3 separate regions of the Sus scrofa genome follow, and regions 1 and 3 are each linked to region 2. The links are chromatin contacts, called in public HiChIP or PLAC-seq maps. All regions are on one chromosome and are shown on one strand. The core of a region is the stretch at or near the end of the contact, and the rest is flanking DNA. Distances in the headings are between cores, read along the strand shown.

Region 1 (3,350 bases), core at 767-3,266, 130 kb after region 2:
GTTATTCTCACTGTGAACATTTAAGAAATAGGCCATCTTATCACAAGGATTATCTATTTTAATTTTTTTAATTTTTAATTTATTTTTATTTTTTGCTTTTTAGGGCTGAATCCCCAGCATATGGAAGTTCCCAGGCTGGGGATCGAATTGGAACTCCAGCCGCCAGTCTATACCACAGCAAGCGGGATCTGAGTGGTATCTGCAACCTACACTATAGCTCATGGCAATGCCAGATTCCCCAACCCCCTGAGCGAGGCCAGGGATCAAACCTGCATCCTCATGGCTACTAGTTGGATTTGTTTCCGCAGCACCACAACAGAACTCATTATTTTAATTTTTTAAATTAAAAATGTTTTGTGTTTGTTGTAGAAAAAAAATCAACCTAAAAAAAAAAAAAAAAAAAAAAAAAAGATCTGTAACCCTATCATCCAGAGGTAACTTGTCATTACTAGTTGAGTAATCTTTGTTGATCTAAAGTGTGAGCTAGTTTAACAGTCCTTGGATTTTCCCTCCAAAGTGGTTTTTCCAGTTGTAAGAGCACCACTTACTGAATCAGCTTTTTCTTCAGCTGAGCCTTGTGTTCTCTGGGACTCTGACAAGTTCACTTCCAGTGTTGCCTTCCTCATCTGAGGCTTAGCCAGGCATTGGGAACTCTTCACAAATCAGTGAGGAAGGTGCTGCAGGTCTGCTTTCTTTTTGGCCACCTCTGCGGTACTGTAGGCAGACTTGGCCAGCTTACAATCAGAGAGCAACTGTGAATGTAGAGAAGAGCATTTTTTTTCCTTTTGGTATATTTTTACCCCAGATCATTTCTGGAGTTGAATACTCTGTTTTTGTGGGGCAGCAGATGGTGTGCAGCAGACAACACCAGTATTGTGCATTTTAATCTCAGTGCCCTGTAATTCATGTCATGAATGTATCCTAGAATGGTCATTAATGAGATTTACTGTGATTTTTAGCTTTGTTTTCAGGTGCTTGGCAGTGTACTTACTTCTTAAATGCATTTGAGAGTAAGAGTTAGAAGGGGTGGATAATGGGAGTTCCCAGTGTGGCTCAGTAAAAATAAATCTGACTAGTATCCTTGAGGATTCAGGTTTGATCCCTGGCCTGGTTCAGTGGGTTAAGGATCTGGTGTTGCTGTGAGCTGTGGTGTAGGTCAAAGATGCAGCTTGGATCTGGCGTGGCTGTGGCTGTAGTTGTGGCACAGCTGGCGGCTACAGCTCTGATTCGCTCCCTAGCCTGGGAACTTTGATATGCTCTGGGTGGCCCTAAAAAGAAAAGAGAAGAAAAAAAGGTGGATAATGGACATTCACATTTGAAATCAGTAACACTCCTTCTTCTCCCCTTAAGTTCTGACTCATCTTGATTATATTATTCTACCTTTTTATATGTTATAATTTAGATAACCACAGTATGGATGGGGCTTTGCTACAGACAGTTGTGTTTGCTGTTTTTATTTTACTTGTACCTACAGAAAAGTTTTTTTGTTTTTAACTGTTAAAGGAGCAGTTGTCTCTTATTCTGCCTTGCTTTGGGGATGTATTTGATTCTAAGGAAGGCTTCTGTAGTTGGTTGGTTATTATAACACAATTTCCAGTTGTGTGTTTTGTGAGGAGCTCAGTTCTGAAGAAGTTTAAAGTGCAGGCTTTAAAAGCCTAATACATGGGCTTCCAGTATTAGGTCAGAATGTCTGAGTGTTTTTAAAAGCCCATCACTGTCAGAGCCATCCTTGCAGCCCCTGGAAAGTGAAAGTGTTGAGATTCTTGCCCTCTGTATGTGGGTGACATATCTTATGTCAATAGCCAAAAAATTGAGATTGAAAAAAGGAAAGTGGCGAACAGCTGTGAAGTTTTTTAGGCTTCTTTCCAAAAAGTAGAGTCCTGTGCACTATAAAATTGTGGCTTGGTATCTGTGTGCTGTTTACAGTCATGAAAGAGGGAAGGGGTAAGGATGACTGTGTGCTTACAGATTGTGTGATTAGCTCAATTTGTCTTTTGCTTTATAGGGCCAAACTCAAAGCATGTGGAAGTTCCCAGGCTAGGTCAAATTGGAGGAATTGAAACTATAGCTGCCGGCCTAGCATGCAAGAATGGGTGGGATGTTGGGTTTGAGGGGGTTGCCTGCTTCCTGAATCTTCCAACTAGCTACTCCTGATAGGAGTGTGGTGGTTTGCACCAGTTGCATGGTACTTTTTGCTTGCCTCTGGATCCGTGGCTTTGTCCTTCATGTCCTAGTCAGTCAAGGGACAGAGTGTGATTTTTTTTTTTTTTTTTTAAGGCCATCTGATGGTAGAAAACTTTCGTAGAAATTTTGAGCTTCTTTTTACTTTTCCCACTAATATATGAGACTGTTGGTTCACCTATATCCTCTCTCGAGTAATTCCTATAAAAATAATTTATAATCTTGGCCAATTTTACCTGCAAAAACTAGCATGATTGTTTCAGTTGGATATTTACCTAACTTTGAACAATAGTGGAGTTCCCGTCGTGGCGCAGTGGTTAACGAATCCGACTAGGAACCATGAGGTTGCGGGTTCGGTCCCTGCCCTTGCTCAGTGGGTTAACGATCTGGCGTTGCCGTGAGCTGTGGTGTAGGTTGCAGACGCGGCTCGGATCCCGCGTTGCTGTGGCTCTGGCGTAGGCCAGTGGCTACAGCTCCGATTGGACCCCTAGCCTGGGAATCTCCATATGCCGCGGGAGCGGCCCAAGAAATAGCAACAACAACAACAACAAAAGACAAAAAAAAAAAAAAAAAACACTCAGATGAACAATAGTGATTTTTTAAAAATGCATACTAAGCATTTTTGGCTATCAGTTTTGTTCATGGCCCCTTTCCTCTGTGCATCTGATAATACTTTTTGAAGTTGTTGGGCAAACAATAGTTAAAATGGGTCAAGATTAAAGGTAAGTCATCTGATTTGTTTCTTCCATTTGTATAGACTTATGATTTTAAAAAAAGTGCCAATCCTATTGCATATAATTTCCTTCTTTTGTTTTTCCATCCTAAACTTTAGAACTTTTTCTCATGTCAAACATTGAGAGTAATTTTCCTTTTCTTATTAATTTATGACAGTTTAAGCCATGTTAGTAAATCTTTTCTTTGACAACTTTATTGAGGTATAATGACGATACAAAAAATTACACTAGTATTTTTATTTATTTATTTATTTTTTCATTTTTCTTTTTGCCATTTCTTGGGCCACTCTGTGGCATATGGAGGTTCCCAGGCTAGAGGTCAAAACGGAGCTGCAGCCGCCAGCCTACGCCACAGCCACAGCAACACAGGATCCAAGCTGAGTCTATAACCTACACCACAGCTCACGGCAACGCTGGATCCTTAACCCACTGATC
Region 2 (3,404 bases), core at 738-3,237:
CTATGAGTTTTGCATGTCATCTTCATAAAAAGAATGAGTTGTTTCTAATTTTTTTCTTTCACAATGGCCCACAAATTTATATTGGTGTTTTTAAAAGAGGTTAAAGACTTTTTTTTTTTATCATGTAAGGGTCTTATTATAATTCCACAATTGTCTGTGCTTTGTAGGATAAAGAGGAAAGATAGTCCTTATTCTTTCCTCCTTTATTCAGAGCTTGTTCTGGCTTCTTGAATACCTGGAATATTATAAAACAGACTCCCAGTGTTCCCCTCTTAATATATGAAATGATTAATCGTATGATAAAAATAAAGAGCAAAACACAAATTTGGCTGTTTTGATTTGGAATTTAAATTTGTGTGTATTAAGATAGCTTGTTAAAGAATAGCAGAAATGGGGGAAGATTTTTATATACGAGATTCTCTCACTGAGGGGTAGTAATTTGCTCAATCTAAGCAGAAAGTGGGATTTTTTAAAGGAGCTCTGCAACTAATTGTATCCACGATGCCTAACTGTAATTTTATAGATTTGTCATAGATCCTTCTTATGATTTGTACCATTCCTAAAATAAGTTTAAGTTGTTTTGAGATCTGAAAGAATATCAAGAGATTTAAATATTTAGGAATGAGAGTCATTAAAAAATACAGGTAAACATTGTTCATGGACTTAGTTTTGTAAATGAACTGAAGTTATTTACTCATGATATAACATTTGTAGTATAACAAGTGTGAAATGGTCATGAATAATCAGCATAATAGTGTTTTAGAACTTGTGAACAGTGAAAACCTCTTTGATAGCATTAGCGGGTATTCAGGCATCAAGTAACTAACCTAGGGACCACAAACAGTGAGTGAATCTGATTATTTGTTCACATGTCCTAACAGATTTAGTAGGAAAGAGTGGAAGTGAAAAAATGGTAATGATCAGATGGGGAAAAGAATCAATAGACACTGTTTAAAAAAAAAAAAGTTTGAGTTCCCATCATAGCTCAGTGGTTAACGAATCTGACTAGGAACCAAGAGGTTTCGGGTTCGATCCCTGGCCTCACTCAGGGGGTTAAGGATCCGTTGTTGCCATGAGCTGTGGTGTAGGTCGAAGACACAGCTGGGATCTGACATGGCTGTGACTGTGGTGTAGGCCAGCGACTACAGCTCCGATTTGACCCCTAGCCTGGGAACCTCCATATGCCACTGGTGTGGCCCTAGAAAAGACAAAAAGACATAAATAAATAAATAAAACAAGTTGAAAAGAACAAAAGGAAATGTGGTTTTTTCCTACCTCATTTAAGTTACTTCCATTTATAGTTTTGTATAATCCTTATGAACTCATGATTTTCACTAAATGTGTGAGTGACTAGGCCTGACCAGTGTGAGGTAGAAGAACAGTTATCCTTGTTTTTTTCCCTTAAAACTGAGGTCCTGTAATCTTGCTTATTCAAGATTTGTAAATACTCCATGGCACTTCTGTAAAAGGTTCTTAGTTTTTAGTTGCTCTTAGTTTCTAATATAGCTAAACCACTTTAAGTCCTTTTACACTAGTTTTCTATGCCTTCGAAATTGCCACTTAGACACGAGCTTTTTGGAGTTACAATTGATCACAGCATATAAGCTGGTCATTTTATGAACCATGTTTGAAATTAGTACAGAAGATTTGTAAATTTTATAGGTAATTTAATAGTTGTAACATGAATTTAAATTTGATTATATATGTATAAATGCCAATTTCTAAATAATATGTTACACAAAAAACATACAAGTTAGAGTATCTGTGAGTCTTTTTTGATACAAAGACTTTAATCTCACTTAGAATGCAGCATGCTGGTATGACTTTTAAGAGAAGGGAAATTATCACTTAAAAATAGTTAATGAGGAGTTCCCGTTGTGGCTCGTAGTGAACCCGACTAGTATCCGTGAGGATGCAGGCTCAATCCTTGGCCCCACTCAGTGGGTTAAGGGTCATCTGGAGTTGCTGCCAGTTGCAGTTTAGGTTGCGTATGCAGCTCAGATCTGGCATAGGCTGGCAGTGGTAGCTCCGATTAACTGGGAACTTCCATGTGCCATGGGTGCAGTCCTAAAAATAAATAACGCTAATGAGGGTGTTGTGGTTGTGGCTCAGTGGGTTAAGGGTCTTGCGTTGCTACCAGCTGTGGTATAGGTCAAAGATCTAGCTGGGATCTGGTGTTGCTGTAGCTGTGGTGTAGGCCAACAGCTGCAGCTCCAGTTCAGCCCCTAGCCTGGGAACTTCCATATGCTGCAGGTGCAGCCCTAAAAAGACTAAATAAAAATAGCTAATGTTAATGAGCAATTGGAGTTAGAGAGTAAGAGTATTTCTTTTGTAAACCTGAGAGTCTGAAAAAGAAGCACCATATAAAATGAAAGAATTGAGTAACACAGAAGGTTTCCCACAAGTCCTAAAGAATGAAGTTCTTGGTACAATAAATATTATAGTTATTTGGATAATTTAAGTACCCCCCCAAAAAAAATACAATTTACGTAAATACACTAGATGATTTCTATGGAAATCTCTAATTTCACCAAGGAGTGGGAAAATATATTTTGAAAAAATTTGTATTAAAAGCTTATGCTAAAAAAAAAAAATCCGTTTTTTTTTGTTTTTGTTTTTTTTTTTTTTTTTAGAAAAAAGCTTATGCTATATTCATATAGACTTGGATTTGTGTAAACCTGGTACTTGGGACAGAATTTGCTTTGCCATAATATTAGGGTCACAGTGTAGCATTTATATAGGTTTATTTTAATGGATTTTACTTGGATTTTTTTTCCATCTCTAACTATTAGCTGTATTAAGTGACATTGCAATTAGTGTTTGCTGTTAGAATTGTTCTCATGTTCTGCAGCAGCATGTGCATATTTAGTCAGCTTTTTTCATGATTAAAAAAATAGTACATTGTTAGTGAGGTTATTTACAGTGTATAAAATACAACTATTTTAATACAGAAAAGAAAAATAGTTTTTAAGCTGCTTGTATTCGATACTCTATAGTACTTTCTTTTTTTGATAAGCAAGAAATAGATTTATTAAGATAGATGCTTGTGGGAGATTCAGGCAGGCAGACAAGGAGGCTCTTCCCCAAGGATTAGGTGGGCTAAATTTTTATAATCTAAGGGAAGTGGGGAGTCTCTGTAATACTTTCTGAGTACTCATTGTTAGCTCCTCTTTGTTTTTGGCTATGTCCTTCGGCTACCACTACAGCCTTCTAATTGATAGAGAATAGTTTACAGAACAAATGGACACTAAGCAGGTTGTACTGTGAGAATTTTCTGCCAGGCTCATGGTTTATAGTAGGTAAGGTAGACTGGAAGCCTGTCGAACTATGTTTCTGTTGAAATTTCTGGCATGATTTGGGTGAATCATTAATCTATGTCAGGTAAACACTATTTTTAATGGTTG
Region 3 (3,692 bases), core at 871-3,370, 180 kb after region 2:
GCCTATGTCAGAACCACAGCAACGCCAGATCTGAGCCGTGTCTGTGACCTACACCACAGCTCATGGCAACACTGAATCCTTAACCCACTGAGCAAGGCCAGGGATCTAACCCACAACCTCATGGTTCCTAGTTGGATTCGTGAGCCACGACAGGAACTCCTATCATGGAAAGTTTTGAGTGATACCTCCTTTACCAGTCTAGGGAAATGTCCAGGGGGAAAAGGTGGGGGATTCTGTTTTATCAGTGGCTAGAATTCTATAAAGAACACACATTGCCGAGATTGTTCATATTTTATCCCTGTAAGAATGAGAATTTCCTTTGCCTGTCTCTGAAGCCACCAGGTTGTGAGGTGTGCTTAGCCTTGGTCTGTCTTGCAGCGTGTGCACATATTTCTGCCTTTGCTGTTGGCAATATTTGCATCTTTCCCTGCAGTGCACCTGCACTTCAAACATTTTGGGGCCTAGAAACCATTTAATAAAGCCTATTGATCTAAAGAAAGGCCTCAAAATTTCATATCAAATGTGAATAGATTCATGTTTGCTAAAGCTTTACACCACAGCTAAAGGTGATGTGCGGGGGCTGATGTGTTTGTACCTTGGAGCTAAGGGGGGTGGGGGTGGGAAAGAGCAAAAGCCCTGAGGGAGGATGGGCCAGCCAGTCTGTTAGGGACTCTGTATCACTGAGGGTCAGTCTCCTTTTTCCTTCTGGGTTTCTTTTCTCACTCATACACTGAAGAAACGGAGTTAGATGATTAGCTCTAAGAACTCTTCTTTCAGATCAAATATTTCTAGTTTTTACAGAATACAGTTTTTTTTTTTTTTAAATAAAGTCAAGGTTAGCAGCAACCTGCATTGAATAAATCTGTTGGTGCCATTTTCCCAATAGCATTATATTTAATGAGTTATGTGCATTTTTAAAGACATAATACTATTGCACACTTAAACTACATTTATAGTAGGTTATATGCCCTGGGAAATAAAAAATTTTGTGCGACTCACTTTATTGCCATATTTGCTTTTTTTTATTTTCAGTGCGTACAGTAATTGCCTTTTTATTTAAAAAATGTTTTTTTTTCCCTCTTGGTAATAAAACTGATATGTTTACTATAAGTATTAAAACTATACAAAAATGCTTAAAGGTAAAATTCACCATTAACATTTTAGTATATATTCTTCTAGGCTTTTCTGGGGGGGGGAGGCGAGAGTTTGGAATAGGAGGTATGGGCCCGTTTTTATACGTAGGCTAATTTGAGGTCCAATTTAAATCAATAAATTTGCTTCCTGTATTTGCCTTTAAGCAAACTGAACTCAAAAACCTAGCTGAAAATTAGGAAATCTATTTGGATCTTCCCTAAGAATGAAGCAAAATAATGAAGCCAAAATAGTACTGATATTGATTTAAACTTAAAGAAACACTGGTTAAAGAAATTACTGCTCACAGCAAAAGATGTTCCACCTGGCTTGATGTTTATTTGAAGTACTATAGGCTCCATTTTGTCACATAAATCAAATGTAGACATGTCATTGTTCCCTAAAAATGCTTCAAGTAGAGAGAGAAATAAAATGCTATTCATATTTATTTTTTATAATTATGCTGAAGTTGAAAGTGTTTAAAAAGTTATTCATGGAGTTCCCGTTGTGGCTTAGTGGCTTAAGAACCCAGCTAGGATCCATGATGACGTGGGTTTGATCCCTGGCTTGGTCAGTGGGTTCAGCATCCTGCACTTCTGTGAGCTGTGGTGTAGGTCGCAGACACAGCTTGGATCCTGAGTTGCTGTGGCTATGACATAGGCTGGCAGCTTTGACCCCTGGCCTGGGGAACTTCCGTATGCTGCAAATGCCGTAGTTGCTTTAATGTGATAGTGCTGAACCGAACCCACAATGTCTCTGAGGTCTGCCTATATTTAAAAAACTGGATTAGAAAATTCAAGGTTGGCAAGTGTTTGCTGTCAGCATGTGACAGTACTCCTCCATTGCATCTCCAGCTGCTGCTGAGCAGCTTACTGTTCATCAGAAGCTCTCACAGAGAAGCCAGGTTACTTACTAAGATAATGTCTTTATTCCTGATGCCTGTAGGTTAGCAGTAAATCTCTACTTTCACTTTAAATATATATGGCCTGAGGCAAGGAGTGGGTTTTGATGACTAAATGGTTTAAAGACTCTGACTCTGTTTTTATGTACTGCTTCCCCTTTTAGAGTTGTTTCATTTTTCTACTCATGTTTTCTCACTTCTGCTTTGTAACATGAAAGTAGAATTGATGCATCTTGTTGTTCTTGGATAAATCCCTTCCATCTCAGAACTGTGCTGTTCCTCCCCCTAAAACATACTCTTCTTCCTGGAACCTGCCAGGTTGATTTTTCCAATAGAGTCAAAGAGTTCATTCTTTCAACAGACAAAACTCTCTAGTTCCTGCCTCACAGCTGGCTCATGCAGTACTTAATTGGCAAATTTCAAGTTTATAAATGACAGGAAATGTTTTTTTCAGAAATGTTCAAACAGTAGGGAAGAGGCAGTTGGCAGCCAGTGAGCAGAGCAAGGGGTTGAATTGGCATAGCCCACGACACCATCCATAGCTGGCTGGTCTTCGCAGCTGATGGTTGGGTTGGCAGAAGTTAGCTCAAGTGCTGTTGTCTTCATAATTTTGATAGCATCTTTGGAGTCTTCCCAAGTCTCTAGAGCAATAGTGTAATCTTAAAATTGCCAACTTTCTGCTTATGGCAAGAGGCAAGAAAGGTGAACACTTTTCTTAGGTCTTAACCTGGTTTGTGGTGTTCTTTAAGAAACAAAATATTTCATGATTTGAAAGGAATTGTTAGATCAGATGACTCAGGAAGTCTTTTCATTCTACTCTTTAGGATATCTTACTGTGGGTGTGGCTCTTTTGTTGGTAAACAATTTCAAAATAACCCATTGCATACATACATTATTTCTAAGAGGACTTGGTTACTTAGTTAAGGGGAGGATTTTTTCTTTTTTTTTTTTTGGTCTTTTTAGGGCCAGACCCATGGCATATGGAGGTTCCCAGGCTAGGGGTCCAATTGGAGCTGTAACCTCAGGCCTACACCACAGCCACAGCAACATGGCATCCGAGCTGTGTCTGCGACCTACACCACAGCTCACGGCAACGCCAGATCCTTAACCCACTGAACGAGGCCAGGGATCTAACCCATGTCCTATGGATGCTGGTTGGGTTCACTAACTGCTGAGCCACGAGGGGAGAAAAAAATCCCCCCCACCTTTTTTTTTTTTTTAAAGACTTCAGAATTCTGTTCAGGTCATGAAGTTGAATAAACTCAATTCCAGTTCCAATCCAAAATCCATTGAAACAAAAGAAAACAAACAAAACAAAAAACTCCCAGGAGTAGATTTTACAAGCCAAAGGGAAACCCTGGCATTCTGCCTGGTTCCTGAAGGCTAGTGTTGTTGGCTGGCATGCATGTCTCCATGCCTTTGTGGTGTCTTAAATTCTGTTCCCCACAAAGTAAATACACTTAACCTCACTGTTTGCTCATTCTTGTATCTCCTCATGATAGAAGATTAGGAATTACTCATTGGCAGACCAGTTATGCAAACTTTCAGTTGCGCAGCTTTGTTCTGTTATTTCAAGCTCTATAGCATAGAGTGTGCCAAGAAGCACAAATGAAGTTTTGCCGATAGGCATCTGGCCGAAATCCATTGAGAAGCAGCTTGT

Evidence for each region. HiChIP or PLAC-seq counts read pairs in DNA pulled down with a chosen protein or histone mark.
Region 1: a contact with region 2 is called in an H3K27ac HiChIP or PLAC-seq map of alveolar macrophages. The contact joins two enhancer-like sites. A contact is called at or near these places in 1 of 47 Hi-C or Micro-C datasets (epiblast stem cells) and 1 of 2 datasets of contacts at active chromatin or transcription factors (alveolar macrophages).
Region 3: an H3K27ac HiChIP or PLAC-seq map of alveolar macrophages shows a contact between it and region 2. The contact joins two enhancer-like sites. A contact is called at or near these places in 2 of 47 Hi-C or Micro-C datasets (embryonic fibroblasts and epiblast stem cells) and 1 of 2 datasets of contacts at active chromatin or transcription factors (alveolar macrophages).

The regions. Positions count from the first base shown.
Region 1 is chr9:92,186,732-92,190,081 of Sscrofa11.1, reverse strand. The region is part of intron 3 of IGF2BP3 (insulin-like growth factor 2 mRNA-binding protein 3); the gene reads left to right. Among named protein-coding and RNA genes, the nearest start is that of IGF2BP3, 84 kb to the left of the region's middle. Within about 2 kb of position 2,016, at least 5 of the 83 cell types and tissues checked have an H3K27ac peak or open chromatin away from gene starts, as enhancers often do. A contact at or near this core is called in alveolar macrophages, where this site is marked.
Region 2 is chr9:92,316,369-92,319,772 of Sscrofa11.1, reverse strand. The region is part of intron 1 of TRA2A (transformer 2 alpha homolog); the gene reads left to right. Among named protein-coding and RNA genes, the nearest start is that of TRA2A, 5.5 kb to the left of the region's middle. Within about 2 kb of position 1,987, at least 2 of the 83 cell types and tissues checked have an H3K27ac peak or open chromatin away from gene starts, as enhancers often do. A contact at or near this core is called in alveolar macrophages, where this site is marked.
Region 3 is chr9:92,131,284-92,134,975 of Sscrofa11.1, reverse strand. All of the region lies in intron 10 of IGF2BP3 (insulin-like growth factor 2 mRNA-binding protein 3), which reads left to right. Among named protein-coding and RNA genes, the nearest start is that of MALSU1, 45 kb to the right of the region's middle. Within about 2 kb of position 2,120, at least 24 of the 83 cell types and tissues checked have an H3K27ac peak or open chromatin away from gene starts, as enhancers often do. A contact at or near this core is called in alveolar macrophages, where this site is marked.